2 separate regions of the Zea mays genome follow, and region 1 is linked to region 2. Evidence: chromatin contacts called from public Hi-C data. All regions are on one chromosome and are shown on one strand. Each heading gives the region's core, a stretch centred on a gene start, on an enhancer-like site or on the middle of the called end of the contact. The rest is flanking DNA. Distances are from core to core; before and after follow the strand shown. Region 1 holds the start of LOC103653395 (amino acid permease 4). Region 2 holds the start of LOC103653389 (xyloglucan endotransglucosylase/hydrolase protein 24).

Evidence for each region. Hi-C and Micro-C count contacts between places; a contact is called where the count stands out from the background.
Region 1: a contact with region 2 is called in a Hi-C map of tassel, with 6 times the contacts expected there. The contact joins the promoter of LOC103653395 here to the promoter of LOC103653389 in region 2. A contact is called at or near these places in 2 of 25 Hi-C or Micro-C datasets (ear and tassel).

Annotation. Positions count from the first base shown.
Region 1 is chr4:73,988,693-73,992,736 of Zm-B73-REFERENCE-NAM-5.0, forward strand. LOC103653395 (amino acid permease 4) reads left to right here and starts at 2,345. Exons shown (of 4, transcript XM_008680311.3): 1 at 2,345-2,860; 2 at 2,989-3,203; 3 at 3,306-3,451; 4 at 3,573-4,044. The coding sequence starts at 2,436.
Region 2 is chr4:73,618,255-73,622,703 of Zm-B73-REFERENCE-NAM-5.0, forward strand. It overlaps LOC103653389 (xyloglucan endotransglucosylase/hydrolase protein 24), which reads left to right and starts at 1,555. Exons shown (of 3, transcript XM_008680309.3): 1 at 1,555-1,921; 2 at 2,043-2,242; 3 at 2,338-2,913. The coding sequence starts at 1,625. The coding sequence ends at 2,716. It overlaps LOC100277574 (AUGMIN subunit 1), which reads right to left. Exons shown (of 5, transcript NM_001151095.2): 5 at 3,973-4,393. The coding sequence ends at 4,283.

The DNA.
Region 1 (4,044 bases), core at 1,095-3,594, 370 kb after region 2:
TCATTCTGTTTCTTACGTGAGAGCATGATTTAAGGAGCCTGGTAGGTGAAGCTGCTTTCAAACGACTCATTTATTGGTGAAGAACAGCTCACCACAGCTCGTGGATAAGCAATTAATTTTGTTAAATAAGCAAGACGCTACATTTGTCGCTTCATAAATACTCACATGGCCAAATCAAATCTCTCACCTTGATGCTTTAATTCCTGAAAGCTAGCAGCAAGGTTCAATTACATGTGGTGGCAAATAATATAACTCGTCAACCGCGAATATAAATGGTTGCCTCCTCCATGCACAACAACACTGGAGAGGATTTTCGATGGCTAGAGTTATTTTCGGTGGCCGAATCCTGACTGTCGAAAATAAGCTTATTTTCGACGGCCATGACGCACGCGTCAAAAATTAACGGATTCAAACGCCAGATACCCTCTTATGTCTTTCCTTCTCACTCCCTCCTCTCTCCCGACACGCACGTGTCGGTCGCTGCAGAGCCACCGCCAGTGCTGAGCCCTCCTCCCGCCTCGCTCTCGGCTGTCGCTCCCTCTACGCAGCCTGACCCGGCGTCGATCTCTCTTGGATGTAGCCACCGAAAATAAAGACTATTTTTTTTGACGACCAGAAGCCGCCGAAAATAGGTCGTATACCGCCGAAAATAAGCTATTTTCGGCGGTATAATGCTTATTTTCGACGGTTTTGGTCGCCAAAAATGATCTTGTGTCCTGTAGTGGTGATCTGGCTACTAGAGGTGTCAATGAGGACCCCATATCTGTTAACCTATGGGGATTCATCTATTAGAGTTATGGTATGTGAAGATTTTAATTGCTATGGACATAGATTTGGGAGAAATGCTTTTCCTGTTGGGCCTAATGTGGGTATGTGTATGGAAAAGCATAACTCAAACCTGATTACCCATGGTTAATACTAAACAGAATTCCTCGTTGACATCTCTGCCGGCTACTGTAGAAAGCACTGCTATAGGTAATGTTCGAGCACTTTTTGCTGTAGCCAAATTCTTTTCCTGCTCCCATTTGTGCCATATACTACTCAACAATTTTTTAAAATAAATATCTACTACTTATTAAAGCCGTAAGGGCAGCCTGTCATTCCGTGTTCTGCCACTGTTCCGTGTTCTCTCATTTCCATTACTTGTTCTGCCTTTCCCATTTCTCCCTCCCTACACAGCTCATTCCCATGTTCTGCCACCATTCCCTGATCTATCATTCCCATTCCTTGTTCTGTCTTTCCCATTCCCACTCCCCGTGAAGCCCATTCCCATTTCATTCTCATTCCCCCGTACAACCCACGTCTAGCTAAAATTAAAAAACACAAATGGCCCCAAAGGGATTTAAACCCGCTACCCCTCAGGCAGATGCGAGCAGTAGCTACTGCTACACTATATATGTGTTTATGTCTATATCTATGACAAGAAAAACATATACTACATCTCTCCCCAAGCCCACCTGCTACCCTTGCACAATGCGTAGTCGTAGATAAGTATCATCGAGATTCTTAAATTATATTTTTGTATGGAGGGAGTAGTGTTTAAAGAAGAGCCTTGCATGCAATTTCTTTTGTTTGAATAATGTTTTCAACTTAAATTCTCTTTTTCATGCGTGTCATTTATTCTCTATAATATTTTTTCTATGGATCTGACTTGTGAGTTATTTTCATAAACCAACGTCAAGGATGAATCTATGTTTTTTACTTGGAAACCCCAAACAAACACCACTAGCAGGAGGCGCTCGCATTGGCGTCGCTCATCGACGACGAAGCTTGGCGACTGCTAATTCGACCTCTAGAAGTAGTCCTATGTGGCCGCATACGCCACTGTGTACTATATCAAGGATCGTGGCCTCATCTCGACGCCAGAAGTGACACAGAGGAGTACCAACAACAATAACCAATTTGTCATCCTCGCCATAGTCAGGGTAGCTTTGTGCCGACCTGCCTTTAATTCTCTTCGCAAACACACACTTACCTTTTTGTTTAAGCAAGCGCGTATGGTGGTGCGTGTCTAATGACTGACGATGTACGAGGGAACTTCTTCCGGCAGGTGTGGGATGTGCTCTCTAATGATGAGACCATATAAATCGTGACATATATCGAAATCTGCATTACATTAATGGTTACAATGTAGTAGTAAATCAGTTAGATTAAAATAACAAAATTTATATATGTCAGAATCATACATGTATTATAAAATCTTTTCTCGTAACAGTATAACATACATTTTATATATAAGTTATCGTGATGTTCCCGTTACAATGCACATACACTCACCTATTATATAAATATAAATAAGCACGACCCCACTTTTGTTGCTCCATAAATACTCCGTACTGTCAAATCTCCAGTCCGTATAAGCTTGGCGTGGCGCTCATAGATACGCACAACGTTAGCGCGGCGCCGCTCCACAGTCGCTCACACCGTCACACGGCATGGAGGTTGCCGGAAACCATGTTCAGAGCTGTCGCACGGAGCTGCCGGAGCCGCAGAAGCCGCTGGTGGACGACGACGGGCGGCCGCTCCGCACGGGCACGCTGTGGACGGCCAGCGCGCACATCATCACGGCGGTGATCGGCTCCGGCGTGCTGTCGCTCGCGTGGGGCGTGGCCCAGCTTGGGTGGGCGGGCGGCCCCGCCGCGATGGTGCTCTTCGCCGCCGTCATCTACTACACGTCCACGCTGCTCGCCGAGTGCTACCGCTGCGGCGACCCCACGTTCGGCCCGCGCAACCGCACCTACATCGACGCCGTCCGCGCCACCCTCGGCGACTCCAAGGAGAGGCTCTGCGGCGCCATCCAGCTCTCCAACCTCTTCGGCATCGGCATCGGCGTCTCCATTGCCGCCTCCGTCAGCATGCAGTAAGTGGTGTGGTGGTGACCACTGACCAACCAAGCCAAATCAAACCGCGCGCGCCTCCGGGCTCTAGGGGCGCCACGCCATAGCAATCAAGTTTACCCATACATCTGTTACATGCATGGACGAGCAGGGCGATCCGGAGGGCCGGCTGCTTCCACTACCGAGGGCACGAGGACCCGTGCCACGCCTCCACCAGCCCATACATCGCCGTCTTCGGCGTCATGCAGATCGTCTTCTCGCAGATCCCCGACCTAGACAAGGTATGGTGGCTGTCCACCGTGGCCGCCATCATGTCCTTCTCCTACTCCACCATCGGCATCTTGCTCGGTGTTGTTCAGATTGTAGGTACGTTATTCGATCGATGGATCCGTGCACGTCCAAATAACAAGAGACAAGATTACATTTATTGACTACTGTCTGACTTCCGCGTGCGTGAATCAATTGCAGAACACGGAGGACCGAGGGGGAGCCTCGCCGGCGTCATCGGTGCTGGCGCCAGGGTCACCATGATGCAGAAGGTGTGGCGCAGCCTGCAGGCTTTTGGGAACATCGCGTTCGCGTACGGTTTCTCTATCATCCTGCTCGAGATACAGGCACGTTACTACCAGCTGTCGTGATCGCCTAATGATTTCTCGGTCGGTCTTCAGGCCTTTCGAATTTGATCTTAGACTGATAATATTACGTACGTGCCGTTGCCGTTCATGCGTCGTCTAGGACACGATAAAGTCCCCGCCGCCGTCGGAGGCTAAGGTGATGAAGAAGGCGACGGCAGTGAGCGTGGCGGTGACCACGGTGATCTACCTGCTGTGCGGCTGCGTCGGGTACGCGGCGTTCGGGGGCGCGGCGCCGGACAACCTGCTCACGGGCTTCGGCTTCTACGAGCCCTTCTGGCTGCTGGACGTGGCCAACGCGTTTGTGGTGGTGCACCTGGTGGGCACCTACCAGGTCATGTCCCAGCCCGTCTTCGCCTACGTCGAGCGCCGGGCGGCCGCCGCGTGGCCTGGCAGCGCGCTGGTTCGCGACAGGCACGTGAGGGTGGGGCGAGCCGTGGCCTTCTCCGTCAGCCCGGCGCGGCTCGCGTGGCGCACGGCGTACGTGTGCGTCACCACGGCGGTGGCGATGCTGCTGCCCTTCTTTGGCTCCGTTGTCGGTCTCATCGGCGCCGCCTCCTTCTGGCCGCTCACCG
Region 2 (4,449 bases), core at 305-2,804:
GCGGCTCTCAGCCCCTTACGGAAGCAAGGAGACGTCAGCAAGGATCCGACAGCCTCGACAGCTGTACTTCCACAAGGCTCAAGCACTCCTCCGACGGCCACGACATCACATGAACAGGGCGCCAAAACCTCTCCGGCTGCCACGACGGCATGTACTTAGGGCTCTAGCTCCTCTCTGCTAGACACGTTAGCACACTGCTACACCCCCCCATTGTACACCTGGGCCCTCTCCTTACGCCTATAAAAGGAAGGTCCAGGGCTCTCGTACGAGAAGGTTGGCCGCGCGGGAGAATGGGCTGGCGGACAGTCTCTCTCTCACTCTCCCACGTGGACGCTTGTAACCCCCTACTGCAAGCGCACCCGACCTGGACGCAGGGCAACACGAAGACCGCGGGTTTCCCCTTTTGCTGTTTCTCACCCCCCCCCCCCCCCTTCGTGCTCTGTCTCGCGCCGACCCATCTGGGCTGGGACACGCGGCGATAATTTACTCGTCGGTCCAGGGACCCCCGGGGTCGAAACGCCGACAGGCGTACACTCGGCAAAGGGGTCACCTAATACGCTCGACAAAGGGGAACTCTTTGCCGAGTGTCGGTACAGTGGACACTCGGCACAGGCTCCGTCGCCGTTACCCGTCGTCGTGACGGTGACTTTTCTTTGCCGAGTACCGGTTGACACTCAGTAAAAAGTATTCGAGAAGTCGTTGCCGATGTACAGTTCGCTGAGCTTTCTTTGCCGAGTGTCACACTCGATAAAGTCTTCGCCGAGCGTTTTTCTAGCTTTGCCGAGTGCTTCAGACACTCGGTAAAGAAGTTATTTTCGGTAATGCATGCATGTAAAACAAAGAGTAACTTATTTCAAGCATTAACAGGAGCATGCATCGTCTCAAGGCCAGCTAGAATGTCTCGTGCTCGTGCCATTTCAGTACGAGCTAGTAGTTTTAGACCATGCCATCAAAAAGAAAAGGTAGCACTGAACACTGGAGACACGCACAAACGTAAATCAGCTAGAAACTTGGATGTCTGAATTCTGCGGTGAAACTTCAGAGCACATATTTGACTCTCCGCGCGCGGATCTGCACGCCGATCGAAGAACCAAGGCAAACTGGCCACAACGACGACGCTGGCTGAAATTAAACCCTCTTCTCAGAATAAGGTTTCGTCTCAGAACTTGTCGACTGATCCGCACATAATCGTCCTCAAGTATTCAACTTGCTGAAGAATCAACTACTACTACGTCTGTCAGAAGCCACACAGTGCATGGGGCGGCTCACAGATTGGTGCTCCATGCATAAGATCCCTCGAACCAATTAGTCAACTCTCATGATCTCTCTCGCTTTAATTGAAATCATGATAAACTTTTTTATATACACCCACTTACTCACCAACTAGCTAGATGGCGATTCTCTCAAATTTTTCTTAGATCTTAAGAGAATAATCAAAGTAGCTATGCTATAGCTATCCCAGTCCCAGGTCCCAGCTAGGTTAGCTAGATCTTGTTTGCGCTACACAGGACCCTAATCTCTACTTCCTCCTCCTCTCGATCTGAAGCTATATATATAAGTTATTAGCATCACTTGGATCAAACGAAAGCGTCCTCACACACTACCCACTCAGCAACTCACAGCCATGGGGCAGGCTAGTAGGGCTCATCAGCTCCTAGCCTCCCTGGCGGCTATCTACGTCACCCTAGCCATCAGTATCACCCAGCACCATGTCGCCGGCAACATGACCGACGACCTCGAGATAATGTGGGGCAACGCGAAGGTCGTCACCGACGGCAGCGGCCAGCAGGCCATCGCGCTGGCTCTTGACCGCTCGACGAGCTCCGCGTTCCGCTCCAAGAAGACGTGCCAGTTCTGCAGGGTTGACATCGAGATCAAGCTCGTCCCTGGGAACTCGGCCGGCACCGTTACCACGTTCTATGTAAGCATATATATACATCTCTGAGGATGATGAAATAATTGAACAGATAAACTGTTCTTGCCGTATAGCCACACCACCGCTACTAGCTTGTGCCGTGATTGATCTGGTGACGCGTGTACAGATGATAACCGAGAACCCGTGGCAGTTCCACGACGAGATCGACATCGAGTTCCTGGGCAACAGCAGTGGCCAACCCTACACCATGCACACCAACATGTACGCCAGAGGACAGGGCGCCAGAGAGAAGCAGTACAAGTTCGACTTCGACCCCACTCAGGATTACCACAAGTACACCATCATCTGGAACAAAGATTGGATCTTGTAAGCTCCCTTTCTCTAATAAGTCTCAGATTTATCCATGCAATATATCATATAATGACTGTATATATATATTCTGATTTCTGAGCTGCATGCAGGTTCCTTGTGGACGACAAGCTGTACCGGCAGATCAAGAACAACCAGATAGACGGCGCCCCGTACCCGTACTACTACCCGATGAGGGTGTACGCCACCATCTGGAACGCCGACGAGTGGGCTACGCAGGGCGGCCGGGTCAAGACCGACTGGTCGCAGGCGCCCTTCACGGCGTACTTCCGGAACTACAGGGCCATCTCGTGCAACTCGTTCATGGCCTCCCCTCTGTGCCTCCCAGGCTCCGGCTGGTTCGACCAGCAGCTGGACGAGTCGCGGAAGCAGCAGCTGGCGCAGGTGGACTCCAGTAACAAGATATACGATTACTGCACCGACTCCAGGAGGTACAAGAACGGCCTCCCGAGGGAGTGCCAGGTACATTAATTAGCTGCGAAGTGTGTGCTTCAGCAACTGAAGAACGATCGAGAGGATGTTAGAGTTGTGTTGGGGGTGATTATTGAGTGATTCGGCAACATTCTTTTAATTATATAAGGAATTTTCTACGGTACCCTTAAGAGAATGTGAACCGTTTTTACAGGAAACAAGACTGCAAATGAAAATATATTTTACAGTCAAGTAGACATTTTCTTCACTATTATATTTACAGTTTACAGGAAACAGGGTAAGGCAAGACAAGGAACATCTGTTAGCACCAAGGGGTAGAATAGCGTTATCAGAACATTTAAACAAGATGTGCATCACAATTTATACATATAGTAGAGCTCGCACTCGTAGGATTTCGTCTTCACATTTGTAGGATACCATCGATCTGCTTCCTGCATTGAAAATATAATTCTAAGAAACTGTTGCCATGCAATGCAACAATGTAAAAATAAATTATACACATCAAACAATGTCCTGTAGAAAAAACATAATGTGAAAGGAAAAAAAAGAATACAAATTTCTCATAGCATTAAGAAAAAATGAAACATGCTAGCATTATATTGGACAAAGTAGACATATCAAGCAATCATTTGCAGCCTCTTCAAAAATCTGCCCAGGAATATATGGCGCGTTTATCCTTAATCTGTCTGCCTTCCATAAGTATAGCCAAAGTCTGGTAAATAGCGTATCTCTTGGCTAGAGCATTAAGAGATTCAATATTAGAACTAAGAGTTAGTTTGAAAACTTAAATCCCCTTCAGGATTCTCAGAGATTGATTCTCAGAGATTGAGAAGGAAATTAGATCCCCCTCAGTCCCCGGAAACCACAGAGGAGATTTAAGTTTCTAAACTAGCTCTAAGGGGTGTTTGATTCTCTTGACTAAAGTAGTTCGCGTCACGTAAATGTTCGAATATCAATTATAAGTACTAAATATAGGCTTAATTAGGTTTAATAAACTTGTCTTGTTTTTTAATCTTTATATGTGTAATTAGTTTTATAATTAGACTATTTAATACCTGTATTTATCATTCATGACAGAGACTAAACTTTAATTGGGTGGAACCAAACACCCCCTAAATATCTAATGCCACCGAAAGATGTATTGCCCTCATCCCACAGTCCACTATTTTAACAAAAACAATATCTTAATCATACATAAATCACAAAATACAAAGTATTAAATTCAGTAATTGGGTTTTGTTTCAATACTTGAATGAAATTTGGTATGTATATGGTAGAATGCATGAAAGGAAAGAGAAACAATAACATCCATACTATATCACAACTGTATGTATGTCCACTAAAACATCGCACAGCTCATCTCTAGACAAACTAGTCATCCAAAATCACATCAAGGCATCACACACACATACACAGCAGGCCAAGATCTCTGGCGAGTGTCTTGGTTGTCGCTAAGATCATTACTGCGACAGAACTTAATTTCTATGGCGAAGATAGAGATGTTACACAATTATTTAACAAAGTCACAAATTACAAGGAAGTTAATTACCATTTCACCTTCAATCGATGGCAACATATAAGACACAGCAAACAAAACTATGCACATTATAGGCCACTTGTGGTTAGAGCAGATTGCAACACATCTTCTAGGTACTTCTCTGCGGCTGCATACTGCCTCTTTTTGTCCTCTATAGCTAGTGCAGCTAAAGCTTTATCCTGATTACAAATTGACAAAGTAACCGATAATTAGTAATGGATTTCATCATAAAAAC